Regions from separate parts of the Mus musculus genome. Here regions 1, 2 and 4 are each linked to region 3. The links are chromatin contacts, called in public promoter capture Hi-C maps. All regions are on one chromosome and are shown on one strand. The core of a region is the stretch at or near the end of the contact, and the rest is flanking DNA. Distances in the headings are between cores, read along the strand shown. Region 1 holds the start of Tnik (TRAF2 and NCK interacting kinase). Region 2 holds the start of Pld1 (phospholipase D1). Region 3 holds the start of Ghsr (growth hormone secretagogue receptor). Region 4 holds the start of Tmem212 (transmembrane protein 212).

Region 1 (5,538 bases), core at 1,163-3,662, 890 kb after region 3:
CATCATGGAGTCAGTGGTGCTAAGTCCTTGGTGCCTACTAAGGACTGGGGCCCTAGTATGTCTAGACCTCTTTTTATAGTAGTGACTTATGTTTTCTTTTAAATTAAACACAAAGCAAAAACTGTTGATAAGAGTGCAGGATGGAAAGAAATCAGACTTCTGCTGGAACAGCTGAAATCTGAAATGTACTTGGCCTAAAGAAGAGAGTTTGATGTTCCTGAATAGGGCATGCAGAACTCTGCCTGATCTGCCCTCTGCCCTCTCCTGGTCCTAAGATTTCCCACCCTTGCCTGCCACTGCTTTCTACCCACTCCTCCCTCCCTCCCCAGGGTGCACTGTGTTGAACCCTCTTTGAAGCTATATCCATCCTTTCTGTCTGAGGTGGGGCTTCCTCAGCAGCAGTGGACTAGTCTGAACCTATTGTAAACCCCAAAGTAGAGTCTTGTGCTATTAGAGTTAGGGGAAAAGACCTTTTTGTGGTTTCACCTAAGTCTGTAGTACTTTTCTGTGAGCATGTTTATCTCCTATTTTCAAGTCTGAAGCTTTTAAAGGAGCCCTGCGTATGAATCTCAATACCCTAATCTGAAATTATTTTGCTTCATCTTGAGACATGTTAACCTGTTGTCTAGAGAAAGGGTGAGATAAGAAGGAGGAGGAGGAGGAGGAGGTGGAGGAGGAGGAGGAGGAGAGGAAGAAGAAGAAGAAGAAGAAGAAGAAGAAGAAGAAGAAGAAGAAGAAGAAGAAGAAGAAGAAGAAGAAGAAGAAGAAGAAGAAGAAGGGAAGAAGAAGGAGAAGGAGAAGATGATGATGACACACAAGGAAAAGTGTGGTGGAGGGAAAAGATGGCTTCTACTTGGTCCCTTCGTGGAGGCTTGTGGGTTCGGAACAGCATTCTAGTTTCATGGTATGGTTTAGAGAGCACATGACCCACCCCAATGAGTCCAAGACTAAACAGTCCAGCTAACACTAATTTCATTAGTGTTGGTCCGTTCATTCATTCTTTCAACTTGTTCTGAAGCTCATAATTAGTTTATTCTTCATGACTTTAAAAAGAAGTGGCAACAGCCCAAGTGTTGGTGTCCATGTGTAATCTGAGTACTTGGGTGGGCGGGGGGGGGGGGGTCATTTGCAGGACAATGAGGAGTTCAAGGCCATCCCCAGCTGCACAGTGAAGGGAAGACTTCCTTTAAGTACTTAAGATCTGTCTCATAACCATACCAAATCAAACAACCAATAAGATAAATCAAAAAGAACCTCTACTCCCCCCAAAAGAAAACAAAACAAAAAGTCAAATAAAAATCAACCCCCCCCAGTATGTTTAGCTTTTTATCTCAGTAGATGCTAGAGGAACACTCAGAACTATTGATGAGTTGAAGCCAGTGGGAAGAGTTCACTATAAATGTTTTCTTCCGACGTATTTTGCGTGGCCAAACTAGGAGACAGGCAAGGATGCGAGAGGGTTGGGGAAGTGACTTTACACTTTTGATAAAGAATGACGGGTTACCACTGCAAACACCCAGCTCTTGAGTGAAAAAGCGAGCGAAGTCAAATAGCTCGCGGGTCAGGGCTCACTATCCTAGAGCCAAACTTTCTCCATGAATCCAGGTAGGTCACCGCGGAAAAGCTACAAAGGAGGAAACACTGGGTTAGGTACTATGTTGCCCAATTAATGTCGGCCTTGGAGTCACCTGAATCCTTCGAGCTACTGCACCCAGGGAGCAAGCTTCTCTTTTCAATTCGGTCATTTCCGTGGGGAATTGCGGCACGCGCAGGTCTTGGGTGTGGCGATATCCAGACAGAGCTCACATCTCTCGGATTTCCAGCTTCTAGCAAACCTACTCAGCCTAGAGAACCACAGACGATTCGGGCCTGCCTTCCTGCAACCCAGTGGCCGCGAATGACCGTGACCCTGTGGCCACTGCTCAGCACCAAAGCCAGGCTGCCGGCTCGGCGCGTGTGAGCTTCTCCCCAACTCGCTCTGCGCGGGGAGGCGGATCCCCTTCCCTGCGCACAAGTCCTTATATGCACCGGTTGCACCGGCCCGCCTTTACTCCAGCCCCACAAATAATTAATGGGGGAGGGAGGACGCTGCTGCCTTTTCCCGCTGCCTCTCCCCACCACCCTTTTCACCATTAGAGTATCTGAACGCAGTCAAGAAACCCCAAGATACGATCGAAGAGCCATTTTGGTGCACTGCACAAATTGGACACATTAAAAATATATATTCAGCATTCAGGCTCCTGCACAGAGAGGCTCAAAAACGGCTGTTTAGATTCAGCACTATTAACCCTCAAAAGCTGGGGCGGAAAGGGTGCGTACCCCTCCCCCACCCTGGCTAGTGGCGGAGGGACCCGGTCAGGAAGCGCGGCCTCTCCCCAGTCGGAGACCACGCCTCTCCCCCCCCCCCCACTCCTCCCAGGAAGCGGTGATAGACAGTTCTGTGTGGTTCTCCACCCCCACCTCCCAGCTGAGTGGAGGAGTTGATATGTCTCATTATAACAGCCAATGCAGCCGCCATCCACGCACAAGCAAAGAAGCATGTCCCATTTAAATACACCCACGCAGCCCCAGCGCCCTTAGCCGATCAGGGCGCGCAGCCCACACGCACCGCGGCTCCGGGCTTGGAGATCCGCGCAGGTCGGGCTCCGGGATCCCGCGGATCGACGCTCTCGGAAGATCGGGATCGGACTCTTGCTGGGGCCCGGGTGGGCGGGGGAGGCTGGGCCCCGGGCCTCTCTGGCGGACAGCCGCATGAGGACGCGAGCGAAATAGACCGGGGTGGAATTGCCAAGGAAGACGCTTCGGGGTGGTTTTGGTCCATTTCTCCCGCGAAGAGTCGACATGGCGAGCGACTCCCCAGCTCGCAGCCTGGATGAAATCGATCTCTCCGCCCTGAGGGTGAGCAGAACGTGTTTTTTCCTTTTTTTCCAATGGTCTAGGGCTGAAAGAGGGAACGTTCCCTGCCTTTCTGTTCTAATTCCGGGGCAGCCGAGGGGTTCTAGGCTGAGCCCCTACCCCTACAGCAGGGGCTGGGCTCCCCTTGTGCTCCTAGGCTGTTCCCGAGGTTCCGCAAGGAAGCTGGTAGAGCTTGTCAGTTTCATCTTCGATCGGTGTAAGAGCATTACATGAAAGGCTGGTGTGTGTGTGTGTGTGTGTGTGTGTGTGTGTGTGTGTGTGTGTGTGTGTACCCGGGCAACCGTCTCGTGCCAAGGCGCGAGACCCGACTGCTCCTTGCTGCAAAAGATTCTCTTGGAGAAGAAAGGCACTGGCCCTTCACGTTTGCCAGCTACCTGCAAGATGCCATCGTGAGCTAGCTGTCTCTACCAGCGGACCCTGCTGCTCCAATGGAGCAGTAATTGCTGCTCTGGGCTGGTCTTGTAGGTGCTAACTGACTCCCTTCCCGGCTTCTGTCTCCGGTGCTGGGGCTCCGGCTCAGCTCTTCCCTATATGCCAGTGTGCACTCACCTTTATCTGTGGTTTGAACTCAGCCCTGCCTATTCCTTCCCTCGGTGACTGTGACCTTTCAGTTTTATGGCTGAACTTCAGCAGGTGAAAGAGAAGCTTAACCGCTTCTCCTCACCACACCGGAACTCCCTGGAGAGATTGTGTGTGCGTGTGTGCCTGTGTGCCTGTGTGCCTGTGTGTGTGTGTGTGTGTGTGTGTGTGTGTGTGTGTGTGTGTGTGTGTGTGTGTGTCCCAGGTCTGTGAACAGTCCTTTGTAAAACATATTCCCTTCCCCGAGCCCGGCCGCTTTGCCTTTACCTAATGAAACACCTCAGACGTCGTTCCATTGTATTGAATAAGACTTTAGTGATCTAGAATCCATTTTGCTGTTGTTTGAAAATCAGACTGCCAGGAATCCCATTGCAGCCTCGACGCTTCCCCACCCCCACCTCTAATCCCAGCACACTCCTTCGGGGAAGGGGGCCGAGCGCTCTTGCCATTTTAATTAGATGCTGCCTGCCAGGAAGGGGGTGAGGAGGGGTGGTGGCCTTGGCAGCAGCAGGCATCTGAGAAAGATTGGACACCAATCTCAGTTCCACTAGTTTCTTCCTCTCCCGAACTAAAAATAAAATAAACAGCAAATGCATATGCTTGATGCCTGGAGGGTAGGTGAGACCTAAGAGATGGTGTCTCATCTCATGTCACCCACCGCCAGTAGGGGTGGAAGTTCAGTGGTTCTCCGGAACACATTGTTAGATTGATGCTAGAATCTTGAGGCCGTTTACCTGTGTCTACTAAAGCCTTCCTGCCCTTACATTTCTCTACAAATATTTTAAGGGGCTAGATACCTGTCTGATGGAGGTGATACTTTTTCTTCAGGCTCCACGAGTCTCTTTTCTTCCCTCTCCTTGAATCCTTGCCCCTTCCCATATCTTTTGGTAGAGAGAGAGAGGTGACAATTCAGAGAGACAACTCGAAGGTTGAGGACTGACTGCCCTATGAAACGGCCTGTTGTGCTAGTGGGGCAGCAGAAGCTCATTCATGCATGATTACAGTAAGCTGTCTGTTTTTCTGGTGCCCAAAGGCCACATTCAGAACCAGTGAGTAGCTAAGTGTGGGGGTTGGGAGCAGAGTGGGTGCTTTAAACAAGCGCGGCTTCCTCTTCACCCATGGTGTGTGCTCTACTTCTGTCTGGGAGTTGCTATGGTGTGAGTTAATCAGGTGGACCAGACTTGGAGAAGGAGGAGTGGCTAAGAGGTGGAGGCCTGAACAATGAGGCAGCCTTGTGATATAGCTGAGCAGGAATCTTAGCATCCTTCTCCCTGATATGATTTTTAAGTTGGGGGGCTGGGAGGAGGGGACTAGCTCCTGTGGGCAAGGTTTTCTGAGATACCAAGCACAGAGCACCTTGATGCATACTTGAGGAAACTCCCGGGCTCTGCTATGTGTATGTGGAACAGATATCTTTGTATGATTTACTGAGATTGCTCTTTGTCACCCAAGAAGCCCAATGAATTCTCTGCCTGCACTGGTGTGTGCAAAGAGCTAGGATAACAGCTACTCCCAGTGTCTGGGGGAGCTATTGGCTGGAAGACTTACATGCAGATGGGCAGACAGTTGTACTCAGCAGGCCTGGGAGCGTCAGGCAGTCTTGTGGTAGGCTAGGTGTGCAGGTCCGTTTGTCTCCGAGGGCCAGTAGGTGATGCCCACAAATGGAAGCGTAGATGGTGGCTGCCTTCCCAGATTTGGAGAGGTTGGTTCCTAAGCTTGCAGAGAAGTCCTTCTGAGGAAACCCTGACCCTGAATTGCAGGCAAGGTCAGTGGTGCAGCCCTGTCAGCCCCTCGACATCCCTGTGGCTCTTTAATGTATACAATCAATGCTCTTTGTAAGCCCTGGGCTTGGTGGTTTAAAAGCAGATCCTGTCTAGAGAGGCCTTTCTCCTTCTGATTTTGGGGGCTTATTGTTCTCAGTCAGTGATCCCAGACTGGGCCTAGTCTGAAATTCTCCCCAATTGGAACAATGCATAATTCAAACCAGAGCAACCAGTACCAGCCCTGTCATTTAAGCCATGCAAAATATGGGTGGGATTTTGT
Region 2 (4,917 bases), core at 1,092-3,591, 570 kb after region 3:
GTACATTAAAAAAAAGTATTTTTTCATTAAAATTGTTCCTCTAAGGGACTATAAAACTTTGTATTTTTGCAAAAATAAAGGTGCAAACATTATAAAGTAAACCTATATTCAGAAGAGAAGATGAAGTATTGAACATGTTTAGAAAAAAAATCTTGTGTGATCAAACTGCACATTTGAGATGTATTTCTATATTAGCTATTTTTCTCATCGCTATCACTAGCTGAGGAGCAGCTATAGAGAGGAAGGGTTCTTTTGGGCCACAGTGTGAGGTGTACAGTCCATCCTGGCAGGAAAGACCTGTGGCATAAGACTGGGGCAGCCAGTCACAGTGGCCTAATCTGGCTGATAATGAAGATTAAACACCACACGACTTGAGATCGAGACAGGGTTTCTTAGTCTGACCCGCCCCAACTCCAGTGTCTACCTCTGTAGGTCAGGCTGGCTCAAACAGGAGGAAACCCTCTTCTTGGTCGTTTGTTTTTCTTGACACCCCTGAAAAGAAATAGCTATCACAAACTCTCCAAGGAGTGTAACAATGATCTACAGGATTCTAGTATGTCTAAGATGCGTGTTCGCTAGGGCTTCACTTCCCTGTGGGGTGGTGACCTGTGGTAATCTTTTCACTTTCCTACCTTTTGGGGCAGAATTCCAGTCATTGTATGATAGTTGTCTTATTTATAATTACAATAGTAACAGAAAGACCTATTGTTATGTGTTGATGCCAAAAGTTTCAATGACGACTTTTAAGAAATCAGGATGTAATTTGTACAGCCTGGTGCTTCTCAACCAAATGTCTCACACCATCTAAAGACAAGCTTGTAAGAGTGCGGTTACTCCTAGGCACACACTTATCAAATCATCTGAAATTAATAAACTGGAGGAAGGGAGGAAGGAGACATATGCAGCTTTTCAGTTACTTCCTTGTTATATAGTCTTGCCAAACCCCTCTTAGGCAAGACCCTGTTTGCTCAGAAGGCTGTGCATATAATTGCAAAAATCTGTCAGAATCATAGGATTCAAAAGGCATCAATTATTTCTGTCAACAAGGAAAGAGTGACGGCTGCCCGACTCTGCAATCATTAGGAAAGATGTGCTCAAAAGAGAAGAATGCAGTCAGGGAGGGCTGGGCAGCTCCAGGTTACTTGAAAACTGAGCCCCGCGCTATAATTTCACTCCTCCTCTGTCTGGACAGAAATATTATATTTTTCATTTCATGCAGTGCCATGGGCATGGTAAGACATTATGTAACTGGGTCTGTCTCACTGTATAATACTCAATAAACAATTTCAAAAGACCAACAGCATCAGCAATTTGATGTACAGGAAACTAACTGTTGCATCTTTGGGTTTTGGCTGGAAGCAGTGTTGTGCAACCAGTTTTGGAACTGACTTGTGTTCAAAATTATATTCCCAAAGGATTGCTATTCACACCACCCAGCCACTGGATTTCCCTTGATGACGACTCTCTTAAGTGTATTAAAACGGCAAAGTTACTGTGCGGACAGTTCCATCGGGGTAATGGGACTTTCTCGTTCTCCTCCCATTTTATTTTTACTTTTCTCTCTAACATTTCTGAATTAGACCCAGTACTGATGGCAAGTGGGAGTGAGAAGTGTGAGGGCGATGTGTGACTGAGACAGGAGGATCATGTAGTTTGAGTTCTACCTGTTCTTCATGGCCAACCAGGTATACAGCAGAGACCTAACTTCAAACTAACCAACCGAACACTCGCCACAACACACACACACACACACACACACACACACACACACAGAGAGAGAGAGAGAGAGAGAGAGAGAGAGAGAGAGAGAGAGAGAGAGAGAAGGGGGGTCTGGGGGGACAAGCACGGGCAGTTTTGGGGACTGAAGAGATTGCTGGCTCCAGCAAGCTTAGGGTCAGGCTGGTTCTTTACTTGCCAGCCTCAGTTTCCTTATAAACAGGCAATAACACCTACCAAGACCTACCCGTGGGATTTGCAGGAAGGCCACAGTTGACCTCTACAAAGCCCCTAATTAAGCAAGTCACTTCAGGGCAGGAATATTTCACCAGTTGGCTCGCTGTTGGCTTGTAACTTGCGGGCCAGTCTTGGACAAGGATTGGGCTCAGAGACCAGGGAAGTGAACTTGGTAAGAACAACGCCTGCGTGCGCCCCTGCGCCCCGCGGATAACTGTGGCTGAGTTAGGACACTTGGACAGAAGAAAGTGTTAGAACCGAGGCATGGAGGAAGGCCGGCGGCAGAGGCTGTCACCGAGGCTGGCCGGCGCCGCCCCGCCCCACCCTGCAGACCGGCCGAGTTCCGGGCGGCGAGTCCCAGCGCCCGCCCTTCTTCCGCGGCCCCAGCTGCGCCAGCTGCGCGGGGACCCCCGAAGTCGCCGCCGCCGCAGAGTGTGTGCCCGCGCCCCAGGCCCGCAGGTAGGAGCTGCCGGGGCCAGGCTTGCGGGACTTCTGAGCCCGCAGGACGTTCGCGGTCCTCGTGCTTCATCCCGCCTCTCTTGCCCCTCTCACCAGCCCTGTCCCTGAAGTTCCCTTGGGAACCCTGGAGTCCCTCCCATAGTCTTAATTCCTGTAGTGTCTGCGCTGGCAAGAGCCGCGCGCACACTGACCGCAGGCGAGGACCGCTACCCTGAGAGCAGAGCCGGGTCAGCTGCTGATGTCCTAGCCCCACTCCACTCTCAAGTCCCTGCAGATCCGGGGCGTCCTCTGTAGGATGCACCCCACCCCACCTCCTCGGGTCCCGGGCTCAGTAGATTTGTTCGCTCCCGCTAGATCGTCCCGCGCTCCCTGAGCTCCTTAGCACTGTGGGCTGACCGGGATGGCGACAGCACCAACATCCCGGACCAACCAGGAAGTGCTGCATTCCAGTGGCTTAGAGTCCAGCTGAAGCACAGTGCCGGGCGCCGAGCCACACAGCTGCTGCCTCGGGGCCAAAGATGTGCTGTGCTGAAGTGGAGGAGGGACAGGGGTAGCAATTAAAAGAAAGGCCTGTGTTAGGCAGTTGCTATTTTAGCTCCGACCCAAGATGTTTGGGACTGACTGTTCCGGGTCAGGGAGGGACCTTAGGAGGTCTCTAAGCCATGGGACGGTTTGTTTGAAACAGTCTTCTGTAGCTCAGGCTGCACTCAAAGGCTATGTAGCCAAGGATGACATTCCTGGCCCTCCTGCTTCCATCTCTTAAGTACAGGTCAAGACTTAGAATTTGGCCAGCCCTTTCCCCCATACCCTAGGGCTACCTGCCACGCCTACGTTTGCCTTCCTCACCCCCGCCTCCCAATCTCAGATCACTGCCAGCGGCCTTCTTTCATGAAGCTCAAAACATAATCTTAAGGACCACAGGAGCTTCTGCATTCGACCATTTCTAGATCTTTCCACAGGACGAAGAGCGCTCTTAGACAGCCAGGCCCACCAATTTCAGCTTAGCCAACTCCTTATGACCTTCCCAGGGCCTCTGGAGACTAGCTACCCAGGAAATTCAGAGAGATATTCAGAAGTCCTGACCTGTCAGAGGTGCTGTCAAGGAAGCCTGACGGGTGCAGAGAGCCTAGTTTGAACTAGTCTGTTATGCCTACTTATGCAAGAATCTCTTTCCATAGTACGTGCTTTGTGGCCCACGAGTGAGTTTGTACTCAACTGTTTAGCTTGAATTTGTAAGCAGCCTTTAAATGGTGTGTGGGGACCTTTTAAATGGTTATGTAAGCGGGTATCTGAATTTTTATGAGCCAGTACAATTAGCTTTTCAAATAAATAGTGCGAGTGGAGAAGGTTTTGAGGAGATGGTGTCCTTGCTGTGTTGTTTCTGGCATCAGCGTTTTACACACACTGGTGTTAAGTTCTCTACAGGCTCATTTAGGTTGATTGATTTACTGATAACTAGATGAGTACTGCCTAGTTAATGGACAGCCTGCTCATCAGACCTTTACCGAGAATGCATTTGTGTATGGTCTTAGTATGTAGTATGAATGCTCTTATGCAACTCTGTATGAGAAAAGCATTACACTGACAATTCACCTACCTCTAATTTCAACATGTTTTAAGGATTTATTTTATTTTTAATGATGTGAATATGCTGGCCTGGGTGTGGGTTATGTGCATATGGTGCCTAAGAAGGCCAGAAGAGGCTGTTGCTCAAACTGGGCGCTGTGAACAGGACTCAGATGCTAAGGAAAGGCAGGATGTGCTCCTAATGGCTGGGCCATCGCTTCAGTCCCATTTCTACCCTTTTTCATTTTTTTTTAATTTTAAGTTTTATTTTTATTTTATCAAAATAGACACGTAACTTTGCCATCTTTACAATTTAAAAATAGATGTTTGATCGCACAGCTCTGCCAGTGTGCTACCATCTCCCCCCAGTCCATTCCCAAAGGACTTCTCGACTTCCTTACAAGGTTTAGTAACACTTATTAATAAAGACTGCATTGCAAGCTTCAGTTTTCTCACTGAGTAAGGTTGGATTCTTTTCACAGAGCTTTAAAGAAATTTTATATAGTCTCTTGTATGACCCTGGATGGAACTCACTCTGCTGGTGGCGATTCCTATGAATTATCCATCTTTCTGCCTTTGCTTCTACCTCCCAAATGCTGGAAGTGTAGGGCTGCATTATCATCCCCAGCTCAAGAAAGACACTTTTTTTTCTATATAGCTCAGGCGAGCCTCTCTTTAACTCGCTGGGTTGCAGAAGGTGACTTATGCTTTTGAACATCCTGCCCCCACCCTGACCTAAGTGTTGGGACCCCATGCACACACCAGCATACCTGGTGTTGTGTTGTACATGTTAGGGGTGCACGTGACTAACTGAGCTACATTGTCAGCAAGAAATGCACTTTTAAAGAGCACACATAGAAGGCATAGCCAGATAGGGGGCGCCTGGTAAGTTTTACCTCCATGGGTTGAGGAAGCTTATGTGAGGGTCAGTTGGTAAGC
Region 3 (5,738 bases), core at 1,166-3,665:
ATTCTATTCATCCTGCTACTCATACATACCTAAGTGTGTCCGTTGTGATAGCTTTGACTCTGTGGCAGACAAGGAGCAGCGTTTGGTCATCTGGGCTCTTTGGACCCTGAGCATTTTCTGATTCACACGCACACCAAGGGCCCCCACCACCTCTCATACTTGATTACAAAACGCTGGGCTCTAGCTTTACTTTGTCCTATATCTCAGGCTTTAAGGAATCGTTAAATCAATTATTTATTTGGAGTTTGATTCCTTGTGATTACATTTAGGATTGTGCATTCCTGACTAGAATATGAAATGCACACATAGGTACACATGTATTTACAGGCATCTCAGCAGAAAGTGGTAATCTATAAAACCCCAGGGACAATGGAAATGACTCAATTTGCCCCAAAAGATTCCCTCCATTTTATGTCCAGTGTGCTTTGTGCCCTTTTTCTGAACAGCTGAACAAGCTTTGCTTTTATTAAAAAAAAAAAAAGAAAGAAAGAAAAGAAAAAAATCAGCCTTTTCCAGACCCAGTTCAGATGCCCCATCCCCTGAGAAATCTTTTCTCAAGTATGGTGTAACACATTTCTCCTTATTATAGGCTTCTTGTAAATGCCTCTTAAATGTACCTGCCAGGGCTGTGCTAAGATGGCTTACCTAACTGTGCCTTCGTTTCTAGATGAGAGGCTTATGCGGGCAAAAGCTGTCTGGGTTGAATCTCCTTTGTTACTAGCAGTGTTTGGTATGTATTTAGAGACAGTTTTATGTAGCTTATAGATCATGAAGAACTGGATCAATTTCTATAAAACCCTCTACTGCTTCTTGATAACACAATACAGATTTATTTATATTTTACCTATTTTTACATCTCTCTCTCTCTCTCTCTCTCTATCTATCTATTATGTGCCATGTGGAGGTCACTCATATGCACAGGTGGGCTCTGAGGCTGGAGCTCTGGTCATCAGGTTTGGAGGTTAGCTCTTTTACTTGCTGAGCTATCTTGATGGCTCTGGGTTTGACGATATTTTAGATAAATTCAAAGTCAATTTGGAACAAAGTCTGTAATGCATCAGTGTAACTAAGCCATGGTGTGGTGAAGTCACAGGCAAACTGTGAGTCAAACTTCCTTCACACAATATTTTGATTTTTTTCATTGTGAGTCTCATGTACATGTGCATACACTGAGTTCCTGTCTGACTTGTGAGCTAACAATTTAGGTGATAGAGAAGGCAATAAGCCATCTAGCAAAGGCATGTGGTATTGCACTCCGGTATGCAAGAAACTGTTAATGATTGATCTGCATTTTGGTGGGTGGTCTCCCTCCTTCAGCACTGAAGCACAAGACTGTTGGGAAAAGCTTCAGGCTTGAGGAGGCAGATCAGAACACGTGCACATGTGAGGGGCTCGGGCGCTGGCCGAGGTGCTGAACAGTTCCTGTTAATGAGCAGGAACCATGAAGAGGCTCTGAGCTCTCAAAGGGTCTTCTCAATTTTTCAGGTGTGGATTCCCAGATCTGAACAGCAGATGCGCAGGTCGTTCTCGGAAGACCCTTGTTAGTACCGAGATGCCCTGAAATTCATTCCCATCGAATGAAAATCCCCTTTCTCACTAGCAACCAGGAAGAAACGCTAGCCCTTATTAATTTGTCAAATGGCTCAGGCATCTCAGATGTTTGGCTTCCATCCCCAATGATCCTTACGCTGTCTAGCATTTTACAAAGAAACAACAGCAAACTAAAGCTCCGAAGGTTGGAGCTCTTGGCCGGGGGGGGGGGGGGGGATCGCAGCTTCTAAGTAGCTGATCTCTCCAAACCAAGCTTTTAAGAAGTTTACTGCTCACCCTCGACGTGCGCCAGCCTGGCAGCACAGGCTGCTTCTGCTCCTGCACTTGCCACACATTTCCCCCTGTGTGGGTCTCTGCAGCGTTCTTGTCCCTGCGCTAGTTTACTTCAGTTTGTAAAGGTGACTTTCATGCTCATCCAGCATACCCCTTAACCACACCAAGTCCTAGGGCTGGGATTTAGAACAGGGCTTTCGCACACTTGGAGAATGAACCAGCTCTGGTTTTGATCTGTGATCTCAGAGCAGATTCTGGGTTTAAAATCCGGGCGAACACCCACTGGGGTGTGTTCTAAGATTGCCAGAAGCTCTTCCCAGGTGCGCACTGTCTCCTCTGATTTGAATACAAATAGAAGCTTCCGTTTTCCCCTCTGCCTTTCTTTCTCCACCGAGGGGAACACTCGCTTTTTCTCCCGTCTCTCTGTGAAGGAAGAGCTTTGATCCCGCTGCTGAAGGCATCTTTCACTACGGTCTCCACCCTTCATTACTTTACCCAAATGACCTATCCTTCCCGGCCACCCTAGCGCCCAAGAGTGGAGAGAGGAGCCCTCACACACTCGCTTTGCAGCGCCTGCCTTCCGCAGAGCCCACGCACTCGGACGCTGTGGGGAGCACGACAGGCTGCTGGGGCGAGATCTCCAGTGCCAGGCACTGCTGGTGGCGCCGCCGATAGAGTGACAGGTAAGTGAGTGCGTGTACAGTCGAGGCTGTATTGGGAGACCGGGACTGTGTGGGGAAGATAGTGGGAAGGGGGAAGAAAAGAGAGATGTGGGAGGGAGGGGAGAGGAGGAACGGAAGGAAATAGGGAGAGACGTGCAGTGGGTCACTCTCTTCCTTTCATCGCTAATGTTCGCACCCCCATTCCACCTTCTCCTAGGCTTCTTCTCACTTCTCTCTTCCCCAAGCATCCTTCCTGCTGCTCGCGCCCATTCCTCCCCCCACGCCGCCCCCCGCCCGGCCCCCACTCTTCCGCGCCTAGGAGGACCTCCTCAGGGGACCAGATTTCCGCGCGGCTGCGACCCCAAGCCTGGCAACATGTGGAACGCGACGCCCAGCGAGGAGCCGGAGCCTAACGTCACGCTGGACCTGGACTGGGACGCTTCTCCCGGCAACGACTCACTCTCTGACGAACTGCTGCCACTGTTCCCCGCGCCGCTGCTGGCGGGCGTCACTGCCACCTGCGTGGCGCTCTTCGTGGTGGGCATCTCGGGCAACCTGCTCACCATGCTGGTGGTGTCCCGCTTCCGCGAGCTGCGCACCACCACCAACCTCTACCTATCCAGCATGGCCTTCTCCGATCTGCTCATCTTCCTGTGCATGCCGCTGGACCTCGTCCGCCTCTGGCAGTATCGGCCCTGGAACTTCGGCGACCTGCTCTGCAAACTCTTCCAGTTTGTCAGCGAGAGCTGCACCTACGCCACGGTCCTCACCATCACCGCGCTGAGCGTCGAGCGCTACTTCGCCATCTGCTTCCCGCTGCGGGCCAAGGTGGTGGTCACCAAGGGCCGTGTGAAGCTGGTCATCCTTGTCATTTGGGCCGTGGCCTTCTGCAGCGCGGGGCCCATCTTCGTGCTGGTGGGCGTGGAGCACGAGAACGGCACAGATCCCCGGGACACCAACGAGTGCCGCGCCACCGAGTTCGCTGTGCGCTCTGGGCTGCTCACCGTGATGGTATGGGTGTCGAGCGTCTTCTTCTTCCTGCCGGTCTTCTGCCTCACTGTGCTCTACAGTCTCATCGGGAGGAAGCTGTGGCGGAGGCGCGGCGACGCGGCGGTGGGCTCCTCGCTCAGGGACCAGAACCACAAACAGACAGTGAAGATGCTTGGTGAGTTCTGACACCCCGGTGGCTTTTCTTCCCCCACTGCTTGCTCTTTGCCAGAGCCCTCTATTTCTGTTTCTGGTCGTCTCCATCTCTCCCTAAGTCTCTCAAGTCTCTGTCTGTCTCTGTCCTTGGTTCTTGGTCTCACTGCTTTCGGGTTTTTTTTCCTCTGTCTGTCCCTGTATCTTCTCCACGAAAAAGCCCCTCATATTGGCAATTCCCTAAATGAGTACTGCTCTGGGAAATTTGGTCCAAGATGGAAATACCTCATTATGGTTTATTGAGTCCCCTAATTGTTAATGGTGCCTCACATAGAATATGTGGTTATCCAAGTCATATTAAGGTAAGCAGGCAGGCATTGGGTTTAGAAATTGCTCCATGGTAAATCTAACCAAAAAATTGTGTCACTCTGTTAAAGATGATTTATAGATGTGTTTTGTTTGTTTGCAATATTAGGATTTATTTTCTGCCCCTGCCCAGATAATTACATCCACTCTGTTTATTCTGTGGTTTTGTAAGGGAGAGGAGCCAATGCTGGGGTCTCCTTTTTCCTGTTTTTTTATTTGTCTCCCCAGTAGCATAGGCCAGGGCAGGATGGAGAAGCCATCCTTTCCTCAAGTTGTCCTTCAGGAAGCTCTGGATACAGGGTCACAGCTGGGTGGATTGAGCAGTTACTGCGAAAATGCTGCATCCCTAAAGACATGTGCTTGGTGTAGTAAAATCACGAAGACGGTGCTCGTAGCCGAGAGGAACCACTGATCTCACTTTTCAAGGCATTTCATGCTTACTGACATTTAAAGCTTGTTAGTTTTTGCAGGATGATTTCTCATTTGCAATTTTATTATGCTCAAATTCTGCATATCAAAATGATAGAGAGTCCTCCAGGGATGTCAGATCTTGTTTCCAGACCAGTGACTACCCTGTGTCCTCCACGGGACTGTCAACTCACATGCACCAAACAGAGGGCTACCCGCTGCTGTGGTGTGTCAGCTTTTCCTATGTAACTTAGTTCTAAAGAGAAGTTACTAATAACCTCCAGTTTTGTAAGTTACTAATGTCCCCACTGGCATCTCAATGCCATTTCCATTGTCACCTTCTATGAAAATTTGAAGGGGACCATTAAAGTGGCACAAAGACCAGAACAATATTTTTCTCTCGTTTCTGAACTGTAAAAACAATCTAAAATTTTGGAATTATCAAAGACAGTATCTTACACGAGTAAAATGAAGCCTCAGGTGGGTGGTCATTAATGTTGGCTGGCTTAACACTTTATTTACATCTTTTAGAGATGACATAGACTTGTTTTCCCAGTGGTTACTAATTCCAATAGCATATTCAGTCCCTTGTAAAACTTACTTTAAAAATCTGGGTTCAGTGGTCTATGAAACATAACAAAGCCCTGTCCTAAAACAGAAAGAAAGAAAATGGAAGACAAGCAAAGAAAAAGCAAGTCCTTTCTCCATTCCCTTTCCTACAGAATTGAATTTATTGAGTCTATACTATAGCCAGTGAATCTGCATTTCTTAAGCATGCCCACAAGGGTGCTGGGGCTATTGTTCAGTGTTAGTGTAATTATTGGGCATGCTTGACCCAGCATGGAGGGGGCGAAGTGCTCCTGAGAACTCTGATCCACCGCTGTGGTGGAGAGCAAACACCTTGCTTCATTTATATTTGAGTTCTGTGTAAGGGATATAAATGGAGGATAATCATTAATGAACTGTTTAGTTGGGTCATCATGCCAAGTCAGTCACAAAGCCAAGTCGTTATCACATAGAAAGACTGGGAAGCCCAGTGGAGATTGTTAGCTGTTGGTCTGACAGTCTCACTGTGTGCTATCTATAGTGTTAGAACGGATGGAGGCAGTATTTATGTGAAGAGCAGGGTGTCGTGTTTCCTGTGTCAAAGAGCAAGATGTGATGTTTGTCAGTGGGCATGCCCCTCATGGAGAAAAGAGATCCGGGACTTAAAAATGTGAAGTGATTTATGCCGTGTCACACCCATGCTCCACCCTGATGGTCTCTCTTTGTGTGCCTTCAGCTGTGGTGGTGTTTGCTTTCATCCTCTGCTGGCTGCCCTTCCACGTGGGAAGATAT
Region 4 (5,161 bases), core at 483-2,982, 530 kb after region 3:
GTCAAGAGGGAAGGCATGGGTGAGAAAGTGACATTTAGTTGAGAGTTGATGAGAGGAGTCGGGTGTGTAGCTCAGTCCACTCACAGCGTGAAGCCCTTGGCTGGACCTCCAGCACCACAAAGACTGAGAGTGTTGTTTGCTCCCGATCCCAGCACTGGGAAGTTGGGAGTTGAAAGATCAGAAGCTCATAGAGAGTCTTAGAACAGCCTGAGGTACCTAAGATCCTGCCTTTAAAAAAAAAAAAATAAAAAGAGGTTTGGGAGTCAGCCAAACACAGGAAGAGTTTAGACAGAGCCCCCAGAGCAAAGGCCTAGGGAGGAACATGCCTTGGCATTCTGAATGGCAGCCGTGAATGTGAAGGCACAGACATAAGGGCAAGCTGGCTGGCAATGAGTCCCAAGAGGCAGCACTGTGGGTATCAGGGGAACTGAGCAGGGCTCATAGCAAGTGGTTCACGGCAGAGAGTTTGCACAGAGCACAGGCTAAAGGCTTGGTGTTTGCTAGCAATCGAGCACAAAGCTCTTGCCATCAGTCAATGCCTTCATCCTCACCAAGTATCTTAGTGTTGGGCAGTTGTCCCCAGAGCACAGGAAAAAGCAAGAAAGAACTAGCTGGCTGAGGCTCCTGCCTCACTCCACATAGTAAGAGCATCAATGTCAGAACTACTTCCCTCTGCCTATAGTTCTAACTCTGAGCCTGCCCCAGACTGCCTCTGTCCAGCTCAGGTAGCCACTCAGTAGTGGCAGGATACACACTCAGTTAATTACTCTTGGCCTATGCCTAACATATACATTCAGCCTACATCTAACATAATATATATATATATATATATATATATATATATATACACACACACACACACACATATAAAATCTTAGTCAAAACTAAGTCCACTGTGAGGATGCTAGCTTGTAAGGGATGGACAGCTACATAAAAATCAATGCATCACTGTGTAACCCAGGCTGGGCTCCAGCTCATAGCTACATAATAACCAAACCCTCCCTGTGTAGTCCAGGCTGGACTCCAGCTCACAGCTACATAATAATCAAACCCTCCCTGTGTAGTCCAGGCTGGACTCCAGCTCTCAGCTACAAAGTAATCAAAGCCTCCCTGTGTAGCCCAGGCTGGAATCCAACTCACAGTTACATAACAATCAAACCCTCCCTGTGTAACCCAGGTGAGGCTCCAGCTCACAGCTACATAATAATCAAAGCCCCACTGTGTAGCCCAGGCTGGCCTCCAGTTCTCAATCTAGCCTCAGTGTTCCAGGTGCTGGGGTTACAGGTCTTTGCCACTGTACCCCATGAGAATTTCCCAAACATTTCATCGTTATATACATGACATACAAATACAAATGAAACAATATTAAGAAAACATATATACTTAAAATGCAACTAACAGAAATTCCTGCTCTAAGTTCAGGACTATGATTTTCGGCAGAATATAGACTTCTTTGAATTACTGGAAAACTCTTAACTGGTATATTATTTTATTTCCCTTTTCTTTTCACTTGCATTTATGCCAGCCTGTTTAATGAAATAGATCCTACCAAAGCCCCGTTCCAGATGGGACAGGCAATCCAAACGCTCCATCCTGTGTACCAAAGCTTGCAGGAAAAGACAGGGAAGAAGGCAATGGCTCCTGAGAAGATGCTGAGGCCCCCCAGAGTAACCAGGGTCCTGCCAGCAGCCTGGTAGAGGCCCTTCATCTTCCTCTGCGGCTTGACTCTTTGCTCTGAGATACTTGTTACCAAAACACAAGGCCAGGCCAGGCCTCTATAAACACAAGTTTCTTAGAGACTGTAGCTGGGATGACAGTGAACATGGGAAACAAGATCCCGCAGACAATATTTACTCTGTTCCACCAAGGTAAGTGGAAGGAGTGAACTCTGACTGTGGGTTAGACTCTAACACCGACTTCTTCAGAGAGAAGGGAGGGCGGGAGATTTCTCATTCTGGAGTGGCCGCCTTGATTCCTTCATTTGCCCTGTCTCAGGGAGTAACCACTTCCTGGCTTAATCAGACTCAAAGGCTCACTGACTGAGCTAATTGTTTCTGAACTCAACCTGCCTGGTGGTTACAGCAGAAAGCCAACATCCTCTGAGCACAATAGAGCCGCATTCCCAGCAAAAGTTCCCACAAAACAAAGCAAGAATCACACATGCAGATCACGGTCCACTGATCATTATATTTAACGTAAATGGTTGAAAGCAAAGGAGTCTTTCCTTTCAAAGTTTAATTCCACACAACTGTTTATGATTATTCTTTTAGAGAAGGTCTGCGACCTTGCTACGGAGAGCAGGTTGGCCTTGGTTTACAGTGATCTTCCTGCCTCCTCCATCTCCCAAGGGCTAAGAATATAGCCATCAAGCTCAGCTACTCTTAATTAAAAAAAACAAAAAACTAAACTAAATTTATTGGGGCTGGAGAGATGTCTTACTGGCTAAGAGCACTGACTGCTGCTCTTCCAGGGGACCTGGGTTAGATTCCCAGCATCCAATTGAGGGCTCACAGCTGTAGTTGTACTACAGGCCCAGGGAGTCAGACACCTCTTCTGGCATCCTTGGGCATCAGAGTCCATGAGGTGCACACTCATACATGCAGGCAAAATAACCAGACACACTAAGTACATTTTTAAAATAATTACATTGAGAGAGAGAGAGAGAGAGAGAGAGAGAGAGAGAGTGCGTGCGTGTGTGTGTGTGTGTGTGTGTCTGTATGGCATTGAAGTGGAATGTTCATGCCATAGCATGGCAACTTGCAGGAAGGAATCAGTTCTCTTTTTTCCTCTATGTTGGGCCCAGGGATAGAACTTAGGTGATCGGGGATAGAGGCAAGGGCTTTGTCGCCAGGCCCGAACATGGGTTTTAAGGCAGGCAGAGCAGGAATCTGACTCTGGCTTCACCCCTTCTAGGTGTTTGTCCTAGAGGAAGAGCGAGCTACTTGTGTTTTCTGGGTCTGTTTCTTCGTAAGAGAAACAGGTAAGAGGAATGTTTCTCTCACCAGGCGCTTGGGTGAGGGCATCAGCTGAACTCCTGTGTGTAGATGCTTAGCGTGGAGCAAGCTCCGTACTGAGAAAATGTCCTGAAATCACCTCACCTCAGAGTTCTTGCGGCTGGCTCAGACAGTATTAGTTCTTTTGTCTATCACCTCAGAACTCTAGGCTTGACTCCTTGATCAGTTTGATACAGATTCCCCGAGGGCCCTCCCCTTCCCACCAGTTCTCTGCATCTCTTTCCCCGTTCTGTCTTTTGATCTATGGTAGCTATCCCACTCAAGTTGACCCAGATTTCAATGCAGTCTCTGCCCAGATACTCAGAATCCGGGGAAAGCCGCTCTGGTTGTCTGACACGGCCACTCTTCTGTGTTTCCTCTCAATTCTGTGGGCTAGATTCTCAGATTATTTTCTTTTCATATAAACTAGAGAAGTTTCTGGAAGGCACAGAACTTGTGAGTCTTCCATACCTTGTAAATATCTATGGCCTCTCTGACAACTTCAGATGGCATTCGGACCAAGCAGATACACACTAGTAAATACTCAGTGGGTCAATTCACGAAGCCGATAGCCTGTCCAGTCTGCATTTGGGCCGCACGGGGGGGGGGGGGGTGGATATATGTGAGTTCAAGTTCATCAGAGCGAATGCCCAGGCCAGTGTGTTCCCTCATGCCCGGGGGAAGGGTCTGGAGGAAAGACGGATTTGTCTGTAGTACTCAACTTCAGCTGTGGTATTTTGACTTTTTCCTTTACTCCTTATCTCAAGGTTGCAGCTCTGTGGTGTGTTAGCACACTGTGGGTCAGCTCACTCTCTTCTGGTAGCACGTTTGGAAAACAAAGACTGTTGAAATCCCCAGTCTTCAGCAGCACACAGTGGAAAGGAAAACAAAGAAAGAATGTTTTGTTTTAATTTGGGGAGACGTTACGTGCCTGTAACATTATGGATTAACACAGATGTCACCATAACTTTATTAGTGATTAAGGGGTGGCATGGCTAAATATGACCTAATGAGAGTGAGGTAGATCCAGAGACATCTCCGACCAGATTCCAGAGATGCTGGCTTCTTGTTAACTGTGTTGAAGCAAGGACATTTTTCAGTGAGAACAGAAATGGATGTGTGCCCGTCCCCAGCTTCTTTCAGCCATGGCACTGTCCCTAAGCACCAGCGGCTACCTCCATGGGGGAGCTCCTCCTGCGTAGCCAGGATCGCAGGCCTGTGCCTGCAAGCCCAGCTAGGTAGAGTTACAAACTGCATAAATTGAAAGGCTCAAGTGAATGGCTGGCCTGCTAGAGTGCTGGCTCAGAATATTTGATGATATTGATGGGCTGACGGTGCAGGGGACATGTTCCCCTGTCTCCTTTAGCAGCCTGCTAAAGCCTGTTTGCTTCCTTCAGGAGACGGAGGAGGCATGCCAGGTGTGGAGGAACACCTCATGCTTTGTCATACCTTTTCAGAGATTTTTGTTCCTTTCCAAAGAGTCCATTTTCAACCCACTTAAGCCTCTCCAGTGTTCATACGCAGCGTGTTTCCTTCTGCTTTTCCTGGTTGTTCGGTTTCAACTCTGAGTGAACTCTTTCTTCACAATGACCCGGGGCTGATGGGGAACAAAGTTCAATGTTTATCATCCCTAACTGGAAACTGTCAAATTTCTATTGTAAACCCTCCAATTTACAAGATACTACAGAGAGATTGCTGCACCCACCAAATTCCAATTGTATGTCTCCCCCTCAAGTGTGTTTGGAAATCATCTGGAAGCTATCAGACTTTTCCCTAGCTTTGCCTGGCAAAATGACTTGACTGTCCTGCCAGCAAGCTCGAGCGACTAGTCATCTGTTTGTCAACCTGTCTTTTCAGCTGCAGTGAACAGCTGTGACTTGGGCTCAGGTCCGTGCCAGCAGCCTCCCACAGGCCACCGCGGGCATTGTCTTCTGCAATGGTCACTCCTGTCTTGTTTTCCCACGGAAATAGAGAACTCACAGATGGAACACGGATGTGATGGCTTGGCTCTCTGGCCTCCAAGGAGGGATAAGGAGCTTAGACGACAGGAAAGGAGGCATAGAAAGGGTATCTGAGGAGAGGGGTGTGGGGAAGATGGACCGGAAGGGAAGGGATGGAGGCACGATGGAATCAAGAGGAAAAGACTCCTAGGGCCATACCCAGCTTTC

The links. Promoter capture Hi-C pulls out the DNA fragments that hold promoters and counts their contacts.
Region 1: a contact with region 3 is called in a promoter capture Hi-C map of embryonic stem cells. The contact joins the promoter of Tnik here to the promoter of Ghsr in region 3. A contact is called at or near these places in 6 of 39 promoter capture datasets (3T3-L1-derived adipocytes, the SN4741 cell line, embryonic stem cells and 3 more) and 2 of 484 Hi-C or Micro-C datasets (both in embryonic stem cells).
Region 2: a promoter capture Hi-C map of embryonic stem cells shows a contact between it and region 3, with 2.9 times the contacts expected there. The contact joins the promoter of Pld1 here to the promoter of Ghsr in region 3. A contact is called at or near these places in 7 of 39 promoter capture datasets (the C10 cell line, embryonic stem cells, hematopoietic stem and progenitor cells and 2 more), 1 of 484 Hi-C or Micro-C datasets (embryonic stem cells), 2 of 115 datasets of contacts at active chromatin or transcription factors (both in embryonic stem cells) and 3 of 9 other capture datasets (embryonic stem cells, liver and macrophages).
Region 4: a promoter capture Hi-C map of stem cell-derived epiblast-like cells shows a contact between it and region 3, with 8 times the contacts expected there. The contact joins the promoter of Tmem212 here to the promoter of Ghsr in region 3. A contact is called at or near these places in 8 of 39 promoter capture datasets (cranial neural crest, embryonic stem cells, hippocampal neurons and 4 more), 1 of 484 Hi-C or Micro-C datasets (bone marrow-derived macrophages), 1 of 115 datasets of contacts at active chromatin or transcription factors (embryonic stem cells) and 2 of 9 other capture datasets (embryonic stem cells and macrophages).

Annotation. Positions count from the first base shown.
Region 1 is chr3:28,260,802-28,266,339 of GRCm38.p6, forward strand. It overlaps Tnik (TRAF2 and NCK interacting kinase), which reads left to right and starts at 2,413. Exons shown (of 33, transcript NM_026910.1): 1 at 2,413-2,898. The coding sequence starts at 2,842.
Region 2 is chr3:27,936,339-27,941,255 of GRCm38.p6, forward strand. It overlaps Pld1 (phospholipase D1), which reads left to right and starts at 2,342. Exons shown (of 27, transcript NM_001164056.1): 1 at 2,342-2,412.
Region 3 is chr3:27,368,936-27,374,673 of GRCm38.p6, forward strand. It overlaps Ghsr (growth hormone secretagogue receptor), which reads left to right and starts at 2,416. Exons shown (of 3, transcript NM_177330.4): 1 at 2,416-2,507; 2 at 2,704-3,651; 3 at 5,683-5,738. The coding sequence starts at 2,862.
Region 4 is chr3:27,894,636-27,899,796 of GRCm38.p6, forward strand. It overlaps Tmem212 (transmembrane protein 212), which reads right to left and starts at 1,733. Exons shown (of 4, transcript NM_001164437.1): 1 at 1,550-1,733. The coding sequence starts at 1,708. Gm42195 (a long non-coding RNA gene) reads right to left here. Exons shown (of 2, transcript XR_880708.2): 1 at 4,443-5,161; 2 at 2,168-3,852.